Linked DNA regions of Sus scrofa: regions 1 and 2 are each linked to region 3. The links are chromatin contacts, called in public Hi-C maps. All regions are on one chromosome and are shown on one strand. Each heading gives the region's core, a stretch centred on a gene start, on an enhancer-like site or on the middle of the called end of the contact. The rest is flanking DNA. Distances are from core to core; before and after follow the strand shown. Region 1 has its middle 100 kb from the start of CWC22. Region 2 has its middle 100 kb from the start of UBE2E3. Region 3 has its middle 390 kb from the start of CWC22.

Evidence for each region. A called contact is a pair of places that touch in the nucleus more often than the background predicts.
Region 1: a contact with region 3 is called in a Hi-C map of skeletal muscle, with 4 times the contacts expected there. The contact joins two enhancer-like sites. A contact is called at or near these places in 1 of 47 Hi-C or Micro-C datasets (skeletal muscle) and 1 of 2 datasets of contacts at active chromatin or transcription factors (skeletal muscle).
Region 2: a Hi-C map of skeletal muscle shows a contact between it and region 3, with 6 times the contacts expected there. The contact joins two enhancer-like sites. A contact is called at or near these places in 1 of 47 Hi-C or Micro-C datasets (skeletal muscle) and 1 of 2 datasets of contacts at active chromatin or transcription factors (skeletal muscle).

The regions. Positions count from the first base shown.
Region 1 is chr15:85,703,998-85,707,717 of Sscrofa11.1, forward strand. No RefSeq gene overlaps it. Among named protein-coding and RNA genes, the nearest start is that of CWC22, 100 kb to the left of the region's middle. Within about 2 kb of position 1,569, at least 5 of the 83 cell types and tissues checked have an H3K27ac peak or open chromatin away from gene starts, as enhancers often do. A contact at or near this core is called in skeletal muscle, where this site is marked.
Region 2 is chr15:86,366,572-86,370,375 of Sscrofa11.1, forward strand. No RefSeq gene overlaps it. Among named protein-coding and RNA genes, the nearest start is that of UBE2E3, 100 kb to the right of the region's middle. Within about 2 kb of position 1,375, at least 1 of the 83 cell types and tissues checked has an H3K27ac peak or open chromatin away from gene starts, as enhancers often do. A contact at or near this core is called in skeletal muscle, where this site is marked.
Region 3 is chr15:85,994,112-85,997,577 of Sscrofa11.1, forward strand. No RefSeq gene overlaps it. Among named protein-coding and RNA genes, the nearest start is that of CWC22, 390 kb to the left of the region's middle. Within about 2 kb of position 1,325, at least 9 of the 83 cell types and tissues checked have an H3K27ac peak or open chromatin away from gene starts, as enhancers often do. A contact at or near this core is called in skeletal muscle, where this site is marked.

The sequences.
Region 1 (3,720 bases), core at 319-2,818, 290 kb before region 3:
TTAAACTATCAGCTCACCTGTAACAGGGGTTTGCATATAAATTTTGTGGGCAGCAAAGCAGATTTTTAACATCTTGAGTGGTTTACTTTCCATTTCCTTCTCAGGGCCAACAGCAGTGATTTTGTGTCTCTTTTTTCCTTTCTCTCTCTCTCTCTCTTCCTGGGGTCCATAGTAGAGAAGAGAGAATTTGACTTATTCAACTGTTTTGTTTATAAGGTGTGCAATTATATGGATCATTTTACATTTATACAGAACATAGGCATTTTTCTTTTCTTTTCCTATAATTAGTTATCAATTATTATCAGGAGGCTTGAGGCTTTAGCACATACACCCAGCACTTGAAGATAATGTTTTGATATAAGTTCCCATTTTCACTACCTATTCTTATCAGACTACTTTGGGAAATCTGTGCATATTTTTTGGTTTATGAAAGTCCTCAGCTAATATCTTTGCTCTCTTTTCATACAAAAATGGCTTATGCATGCCACAATATACTGTTTTTGTTCACTTACCCTTTTGGGTTGTATCACAGTAGGCAAGTGATGTGGCCCTTTTCTGTTAAAATAAACCACCATTTTAGGTTGTTTGATGTTAAAACAAAATTTCACTAGGTGGCGGTGTTGGAATGAAAACTAATATATCTCTCATCGCCTTCTGTCCATAGAAAATCCTCTGTTTAAAATCTATTGTAACTTGTCATTTTGGCTTTTGAATCGGGTCTGCTTCCCTCTAAATTAAATAGATTGGGATGATTTGGTGTTTAGGCAATAGAACATGCAATGTTTCCTGGAGACCCCCAGAGGACACTGGGCAAAAACAATGAGGAGGTATTTTTTGTTCAATTGTCATCCAGATCACTTCTTTGTTGGTATTTTTGGCTGCCTTATGCTACTCCACTGATGTTTAGGAACAATTGCATAGTGACAAAATATTTTGACCCTGCTCAGTGGCCCAGTCTATGGATACTTCACCCAGTCTCGTCTCCATTTGACTGAAGTTCTGATGGATTTATTAGATTGCTTCTAAGAATTAACTGATCTTTGCCCGTTTGTCCAGTGCTTCTCCAAGTATGGTCCCTGGACCAGCACTATCATTTGGGAATTTGTTAGGAAGGTAAAGTCTCAGGCCCAAAAGCCAGATAGGCTAAATCGGAAACCCGGGCAGTAGGGCCCAAAGATCAAGAGTTCTACAAGCCCACAAAGTGACTTTTTTTTTTTCTTTTTCTTTTTTTTTGCTTTTTAGGGCCTCACTTGCGGAATATGGAGCTTTCCAGGCTAGGGGTCTAATCAGAACTGCAGCTTCCGGCCTACACCACAGCCACAGCCACGCCAGATCTGAGCTGCATCTGCGACCTACACCACAGCTCACCCCAGGTCCTTAATCCACTAAGTGAGGCCAGGAATTGAACTGCAACCTCATGGTTCTTAGTGAGATTTGTTTCCACTGCGCCACGATAGGACCTCCCCCGCCAGGTGATTTTAATGCCCACTGAACTTGAGAACCACTGTGCTAGAGCCTTCCTGGGAAGAAAACGCTTATTCTTGGGCTAACCTCTCTCCTGAGTCCTTAAAGAACTTTGAAGGCAGACAGGTGGGTGAAAGATTTGAAGGCAAGTGTTTGTTCCACTTGGCCTACAGGAGGGCTGGCTGGCTCTGCTCTCCCTTAAAGTTCTCTCTGTCCCCACAAAACCCTTCCATTATAGTGATATTTAAGCCTATTTCTAGTATGTCAACCAAGTGGGAAAGTCTGATTAGTCGTTCACACTCCTTTTTCAGGAAAGAGGCCGCCCAAGAGGCCGCCAGAGGGCAGCCGCGTTCCTATTCTGCCTCTGCCTTACTGAAAGGCGGGTTCTGGCTCTTTCGTCAAAGAAAGGTGATCCAGTGGCCGCGGTCCTTTGGCTCGGCTGTTTGTCTCTTTCCCTGAGGCAGTTTGAATCAGAGCCGAAAGAGAGAGAGAGAGGAATTGATTAGTGTGTCAGAGAGCTACTATGTGAGACTTCAATCCACCACTGGCCCTGTTTCACTAAGTAAATGCCGGGAAAGCTCTGGAGGTTCCACAGGAGGTCGCGGTCTAGTGAAGCAGGGTCTCCTTGAAGCGCAGTCAGCTCAAACAGGCGCCTGGAACAGCTCTTGTCTTCTGTCCAGTGTTGGACTCTGGATACCTGCACATCCGGATCTTTTAAATCTCCTGATGCCCAGGCTGCACCCCAGGCCAATCCCCTCAAAATCTTGGGAGTTTTCTGGACCGTCGGTATAGTTTAAATTTTGCTAAGTGCCTCACTGTGCATCTAGGACTGGGAATCACTATGTTGAAGATGTTGAGATTAATCTGTGGCGAAGTTGTTTCAATGCAGAAACCTTGGTTGTTGCCTCATATCGTAGTGTAAATTTCAAAAGGGAGTTTTCCGTTTTGGCCAGTTTTGTTATTCAAATGGAGAGGTTTATGGTACCACAGAAAGGCATCACTCCCCCTGTTCCCACTTTCTCCTCCTTTTCCCTTTCCTCTGTCCTTCCTTCCTCCTTTCCTCCCTTCCTTCACTGAACCTAGGTTTGGCTGCTTGCTTCTCATAAGTCAATAATTTGAGAGACAAGTGTCAGTAGAAAGAAAAGTTGCTTTAATCAGAAAAGCAGGCTATCTGGAGAGAAGGTGGACTTGTGTCTAGAAACTAACTCTGAAGATTCTGCTCAGCCAGGACAGTTGTTAAAGGAAAAACTGGGGGCAGAGGGTGGGGAGGATCTCAGGGAATCTTTAAGGCAGGAGGTTGGGTTCTGCATCATTGTCCATTGAATGACTTTCCCTTCAGATATTATTTTACCTGTGTGATCTTCCTGCAGGATTGCTGATGGGGGCTGTTGGGGATAGAGAGCTAATCAATTTTTAACTGCTTAATTCTTTTTATTTAGGAAAAGAATCAACAGGTGAGACAAGACATGGTGTGCATTCAGTAGAGTCAGTTCAATTGTTTAGTCATCTCATTCCTATAATTAGGTACTTTTAAGTTTAGAGGGGAACAGAAATTGGCAAACAGGAAAGGGGTAAAAGAGCTGCTTTCACTTCCCTTCTTTCTTCCCTCCTTTCCCTCTTTTTCTCTTTCTTTCCTTATTTCTTTCTTTCCTGATAGTCCAAATTTGTGGCTATAAATTAGAGCACATTACTGCTACTTAAAAGGAAAATTTTACCAAAATTAAATAGTCAGTGTTCTGAGCTTAAAATATTCTGGTTTCCTTTTTGGCTTTGCTAAATGTTCTTAGGTTCCCCTGGCTTTAGTCTCTATTTAAAGGATATGATAGTAAAAAATTTACATCAGGCTTGATGAAAGACTGCTTTTTATCTCACTAGCTAGTACTGGATAGAATGAAAACATCCTGTAATAATTGCTTGCAAAACTCTGTAGAACTACTCACAGGAGTTGGAAATTGTTGTACTAAATAAGGTGAGTTTCATGAAACTGCGAATATTTTCTACTCTATTTATCCTGGAAAATCCTGTGTGCATCCATTGCAAAATTCTTAATAATAGGTAGAAGGGAACAGTTGTGGCATGTGAAATAAGACATATGGTTCAATTTGGTATAAAAGTGTAAATGAGGCTAAGCTTAGTTGTTTGCACCAAAGGGGGACCTAAAAAGCATTTCCAGAAATTCCACTGTTGGTGATAAACTGTGATTCCCTAGACATCACTTTTAGAAACATACATGTTACTAGAAGAAATAACTTGTTA
Region 2 (3,804 bases), core at 125-2,624, 370 kb after region 3:
AAGAATGACTGGAGGAAGGAAACTTATCCAACACATTGGCACTTAATATGAACACACAAAAGACTGCGTTGTGCTATGCCCAGTAATTATTATTAAGCATTTGTATAGAACTTTATATTTACAAAGTGCTTTGTAGTCTTTTATATTATTATTCCTCACAGCAGCCTTATGAGGGAGGTTGGTATTGTTAAATCTATTTTATACCACTTCAGGAGGTCCCTCTTTGAAGCACTTTGAAATAAACCTTGAAGAATCAAAACCCTTCAGTGTGTCTGGAATAACAAGGTGGGAAAAAACCCCATGGTGAAAGTTTGCGTTAAAAAAGAAATCCCAAAGGGAGCCTGTGTGCTGGAGAAGGAGATCAGAGACCAAAACAGGAGCTGGAAATTGCACCAAGTTGATGTGGAAATAATGAGCAGCCTGAATATAGTGAGCTCCTTGGACCAGGCTGGTTATGAGACCTCTTTAATTCTTATTTCTCTAGAACACCTGGTCTCAGGTATTGATAAGCTGTCAATAAACCACATATGTTTATATGATATCCAGATAAGATTGGTGAATGCCCTTCATCTTCATTTTTATGTTTTATATCATATAATATATAATCACAAATGATGAAATGCAGTGCAGTTAGTCACTGGGTTCTGTTACATATCTGATTGGCTCATCAGCACACAGGAAGAAATTTTTATTTGCATAACCTTGGAACTTTATTTTTTTGCCCACTTTTTTAAAAAAAATTAATACTTTATGGAAAATTTGGAGAATGAATTAAAGAAAAAATTAGAAAATTGTATCCATAATCCTAATGCCTAAGATAATCAAAATAAAAAATTTTGTATTTCCTTCACATCTTTGTCTAAGCATCTTTTACACTTTTCTGATTATATAATGCATATAATTTTGCATACTTCTTTTTCATTTTTGATTTTAATGTAAGCATTATTCTATCTTTTGTGTAATAAATGCTAGGACTAACTCTTCTAAGCCTGTAGAAATATACTGAGTTCTAAAAAGCACAGAGATTTTAGCACTACCCTAAAATAGCATTACCTTAAAAATAGCATTACTCTTGAAATTTAATATGATAAACTTCCCTAGCGATGACAGAAGTCTGTCACAATTTGTATGAAATGGATCATCAGTCTCATGGCTTTAAATGCCTCTACATGCTAACTCTCAAATTATATGTTCACATCTCTCTTCTGAATTCCAAATTTACAAATCCAACTGCCCACTCAGCCTTTTCATTTGAATGTTTAATGGACATCTCCAAACCTAAAATGAATAGCACTAAACTCTTGATATTAGTTTCCCTTACACCCTCCACTAAGCCTGCCCCACCAGGGATCTTCCTATCTGACTTAATGGAAACTAAAATGCTTCCAGTAGCTCAAGCCAAAACAAGGAATCAGTCTTCACTTCTCCATTTCTGTCACACTTAATACCTCATTTACTAGCAAATCTTCTTCCTTCAAGATCTAATCTCCACTCACAATCTCTACTGATACCAACAGATTCAAGTCACTGATTTCCCCCTGAATTATTGCATTGGCCTCTTTGTCTGGTCTCTGCTTCTGCTTTTGCACATTTTAATATGACTGTTGATCTAGCAGCCAATGCAACTCTATTAAAATCTGCCAGAACATGACTGTCCTATTGAACACCTTGCAATGGCTTCCCATTTCATTCACAGCATAAGCCTTCCTTATATTTAAATCCACATGATCTTTTCCTAATATACACATTCTTTGTTTCTTAGACTTCATCTTGGGTCACTGTTCAGGGTGTCCAATCTACTCCAGCCACACTGGATTCCTCCAATAAACATTCCAGAACTCTCCTGCCTTGGAACTTTTTCACTTCTTGAGCCCTTTTCTCCAAATGATCACATAGCTCCCTGCTATAGCTGTTCCCTTCCTAGTCACCCCATCAAAACTCAACAGCTCTCCCCACCACTAAACCATCTATCTTCCTTTACTACCTTTTCCTTCTTAAATATTTAGCTTGGCTTAACTTATGATATGTTTCTTGTTAATCCTGTTTGATATATTCTTTCCCCACTAGTATGTAAACTAGAATGTAGCAAGACTACAAGGATATGGCTTTTTGCCTCTTTTGTATGTTGCTATATTTCTAGTAAAAACAATATTCAATACACAGTGTGTGACAAATATTTGTTGACTAAATGAACCTTCAGTCACAATATGTGAAAATTGCTTTTAACAGACATAGCTAATTTAAAGGTTAGGGGACAATGAGTAGGGCTAAACAAAGTATTTAGAGAAGATGCAAAGTAAAGTAGTCTGTACATGATGAGATGCCAAAGAAGGTAACAACTCTTCATCTAGGAGGAAATCATTGATATTCAAGGCCAAGGTTTTTGATTGGATTCCATTCTCTTTCTATGATTCAGGGTAGGTTAGATTCTAATGATGGAGCCCTTCTTGCAGTGTCAATAGTAACTTGGAAACTGTGTAATGAGAAATTTGTTTACAATACCTGGTTCTTACAATATTTTTTTTGTTGCAGTTTTATTGAGATATAGTTGACATACAGTACTACATGTATTTTTTTTTTTTTCATCTTTTTGTCTTTTCTAGGGCCACACCCGCAGCATATGGATGTTCCCAGGCTAGGAGTCAAATCAGAGCTGTAGCCGCCGGCCTATGCCAGAGCCACAGCAACGTGGGATCCGAGCCGCTTCTGCAACCTATACCACAGCTGACGGTAATGCCGGATCCTTAACCCACTGAGCAAGGCCAGGGATCGAACCCGAATCCCTGGTTCCTAGTCAGATATGTTAACCACTGCACCAAGACGGGAACTCCAGTACTACATGTATTTAAGATGTACCTCATGAATTAGCTTACATACATCATGAAATGATTATCCCAATAATTTTAGTGAACACCCATCATGTCATATAAATACAAAGTTAAAGTAATAGAAAAAAAAATTTTTTCTTGTGATGAGAACTTAACAACTTTCATATATAACATACAGCAATGTTAACTATATTTGTCATGTTCTACACTACATCTCCAGTAGTTATTTATCCTATTACTGGAAGTTTTCACCTTTTGATCACTTTCATCCAGTTCCCCACCCCACAATCCCATACCTGTAGCAAACAAATCTGATCTTTTTTTCTATGAGTTTGTTAGTTTCTTTGTTTTTTAAACATAACTGACAACGCTATATTTGTTCCTATTACTCAACATAGTGATTTGATATTTCTATACATTTCAAAATGATCACCACAGTAAGTCAAGTTACAGTATGTCACCAAAGATATTACATAGCTATTGATTATATTCTACCTATACATAGGCATATATATATATGATTATTTTAAGTTACTGATCTCTTTCAAAAGCTTTTTTTTTTTTTTTTTTTTTTTTTTTTTGTCTTTTTGCCTTTTCTAGGGCTGCTCCCGCAGCATATGGAGGTTCCCAGGCTAGGGGTCTAATCAGAGCTTACCGGCTAGCCACCCTAACACCACCACAGTTCATGACAATGCTGGATCCTTAACCCACTGAGCAAGGCCAGGGATCAAACCTGCAACCTCATGGTTCCTAGTCAGATTCGTTAACCACTGCGCCACAACGGAACTCCCTCAAAAGCATTTTAAAAACCCTGCATTTTTATTCTCCTCCATCAGATGTTTATGTTATTTGACATCATATATTACAGTTTTTGAGTATGCTTTAATTACTTATTGTAAATAAGTATGACCCTATTACTTTTGCTTGTAACTATTATACTAGCTTTATACATGGCAGCTTAAATTCCTTTACTTAT
Region 3 (3,466 bases), core at 75-2,574:
AGAACCTAAACCAAATACTAGTGCCTGTATGTTATTCTTTTTTTAAGGAATTTCCTTAGGATTTTTTTTTTTTTTCCAAAATGGCTTCCAAGGACCTCTAGCTCCTGAGGATAATTAAAACATTGACTGATGCTTTAAGACTGTTCATTTATTCTTTCAGTCATCACTCATTGAGAAAGCATGTTTGTGTATCTACTAAATGGTGAACATCAGTGAATACAAGAATTGATTGAGATGATCCCCAGCTTCACAGAGGGGAAGATATAAAAATTTGGAAGTATTATATATTTTACTGTACTCTATAATAGTTGCATGGAGAGAGGGTGCATGGGGACCTCCCCCTCAAAAAAGTAAGATCTTTTTGATGTTTTGTTTAAGTCACTTGTAATGAAATTTGTGCCTGCCAAAACTGTATTTGGCTTACCAAACCTGAATGATTTCTTAACAGTATTTAGTCATCTTTCTCCTACTTTTCTCTTCCAGTTTCTGTCTGGGTTCTTTTAGCTTTCCTTAAGAAACATAAAATCTGCTTATAGAAAAATATACCAAACTAAGTAACCACTATCAGGAAAACACCAAGCTAAATAACCAAAATGAGAGATGGGGCTCTTATGTTGGTAACTGCTCCTGAATAACTCTTCATTGCATTATTTTGATCTTTAGAAGAATATGCATTCAAGACACTTTGACAGGATCCTGTTACATCTAGTGGGGAATAGTTATAAATATTCTTTGGGAAAAATCTGATTTTTGTATCTGAGCAGATATACTAGGGGTATTGGGTATTAAAAATTTTTAGAATGGGACAAAAATATGTAGCTCTACCATCAGTGTATTCTAAGAAACACTCTATTCCCAATGAAAGCTGACAGGTTCTAGGACTTGCTGCATAAGAACACAACATTTGAACTGTGGAAGTCTTCAGCTCAACCACAGGCACACCCTGCTGACCCTTCACACCCATGTACACAGCTGCTCTTATCCAGGTTGGCATAGCAGCAGATGGGCAGTGCCAGCAGTGGAAACAATTATTATTAGGGATTTTTACAAAATGACTCAGACCTGGCCAGAACCAGAAATATCTAATTCCCATTCCAATGTGATTTGTGATCTAAAACTTTGCATAAAAATAGCACCTATTGCTTCAACACTTAAGGAATAATTATTAATAGCTTTTAGATAGATGTTAAAGCACTATTCTCATGTTCACATATGAATTATTTATCTTTTTTTCTTATTGAATATGACCTGTATCTAATAAAGTCTATTTCTCCCCCAATCCTGAACCACAGATGCAATACTTGCGTAATGCAGTGTAATGTGACTGGCAGTTGCCAAGGGCCATAAATAATGCACCTCAGTAAAGCACTGTGATCAGGTTGCCTGTTGCATATGAGCTGCTGTGAACCAATCTGACACCAGCTGCAGGCTATTTCTACTCAGCTGTTCAGTGTACTGGGAATGAGATGCCAAGGTTTCCTTGGTCAAACCAACAGGTCAAATCTAGGATCTGTGGCCAAGTCATTATTTATTATGAAAGTTTAATGGGCATAGAAATAAATTAGATTGAATATGACATTAGTGAATAAGTGTACATATCATTTCAGAAGTTGATATTAGTTATCATAGTTATCGAAGTCTTATAAAAGGATTTTACGTTCTGCTTCAAGATTTTGAAAATAAGTAGCTTGTGTTCATTGCCTAAGATGGTGAGGGCAGAACTAGGTCCATATTTGGCCTTTATCTGAATTTGCAAAATCCAAGGTAATTCACATAAGGACATACACAAACATTTTTTTCTTTTTGTTATCATTATCAGACAAGAGCTAATAATCAATATTATACAATATACAATTTGAAATATCAAAACATATTGAGGGCACACTTTATGAAACCAATGCTTTTGATATTTTGAGATTCATCTGAGTCAACATAGACACCAATATTACAAGATTCATAGTTCTGAGTATTATTTTCTTTCCTTTGTTCAGTTACTTGTTTAACCTGTTTGGGAAAGAAATTATTTATGGAGTATGATCATGACTTAACATTTTTGCTGACACTCCCTTTTGGAAAGATGGTTATACTTTTGGATATTATAAGTGACTTTCTTAATATCCCAAATATTTTGAGGACAATAACTACTGAAAACCTGAGGGAAGAAAATTCACACTTACTTTCCTAACTTTTAAGTGATCACTTCTCCTAAGAATTTAAGAAGAAGATTAAAAAAAAAAAAAAAAGGTTACTAGATTAATATGCTTTATATACCTTTCTGGTTTACTGGAAGTATTAATATTATGTGTTCAGTATTTTCTGTTCCAGTTAATCAGTAGAAGATATAATGAACTTTTTTGTCATGTGTTTTTATCTGGCTGGAACTTTAAGAACTTTATAAATGATGTGATAGGACTTTACTATCTGGATTATTTTGGAGGAGAATATACTGGATACTCTGGAATCCTAAAACAATTGGGATGATTTCTCATGATTTCACTTTTCTGTCTCCATTTTTCACTAACCTTCAACCTATTCTATTAGACAAATTCTTCTGTCTTGCTCTGACTTCAGCTCCAATTTGTTTTTACTTGCCTCCATCTCTCCTTCTGTCCTTTCCCTTTGGCCTCAGCCCTGATCTCAACTCTATTTTAACCCTCAGTCCCCTATCTCCCTTTCTGGCCTCAATCACAATTCAGAATTTTTCCCAAGGAATAAGCAGACACCAGAAATGCTGGGTGACTAGGATTGAGGGTATATGCTATATCCTTCCTTTAAATTATATCTATAGACTTTGGGAAAAAGAAAAAGAAAATTTTTTTTTTTTTGTCCAATGGGTATGCCATTTTTATCCATTTTTATTTCACCTTGCTCAAATACAGTGAAAAATGAAGGCTGCTATTAGTAAAATAACTAGGAAATGTTATTTCAACTTAACTACCTGTTCAATTTGTAAATCCAAGTTAGTTGTGTTTCTACTGAAATGATTAAATAATATCAAGCCCACTTTTTTTAGAAGTGAATATTTTGTGATTGTCATGATGTGTGATGGCTATTAACTGCAAATCATTCCTTGACTTTCTTCAATGTGTTAATCTACTGCTCCAGTATGAAAATTTTGTAATCTACTGCTCTAGTAAGAAAATTTTGTTTTAAACTATAGCTTAGGTAAAAATTTCATTCTCACAAGGAAGAAATAGTGGCAAATTAATTTTTTCCTGTGTTAATTAAAGGTTACTTCCTCAAAAATGATAAAAGGACAATCTTTCCAAAAGATTATGTGACCCAATTATTTAGAAACTTAGATATATAGAGATAACTGTGATACTAGGAATCAAAGTAGGTATAGTTAATTAAAAAGCAAAACATCAATGTTCCCATAAAAATCTTAAGTCACACTATATAGATTTTTTTAATCAAAAGTTTAGGGCTTTGGTTTGAAAAATATTTTGCTGTAAGGATTAATAGT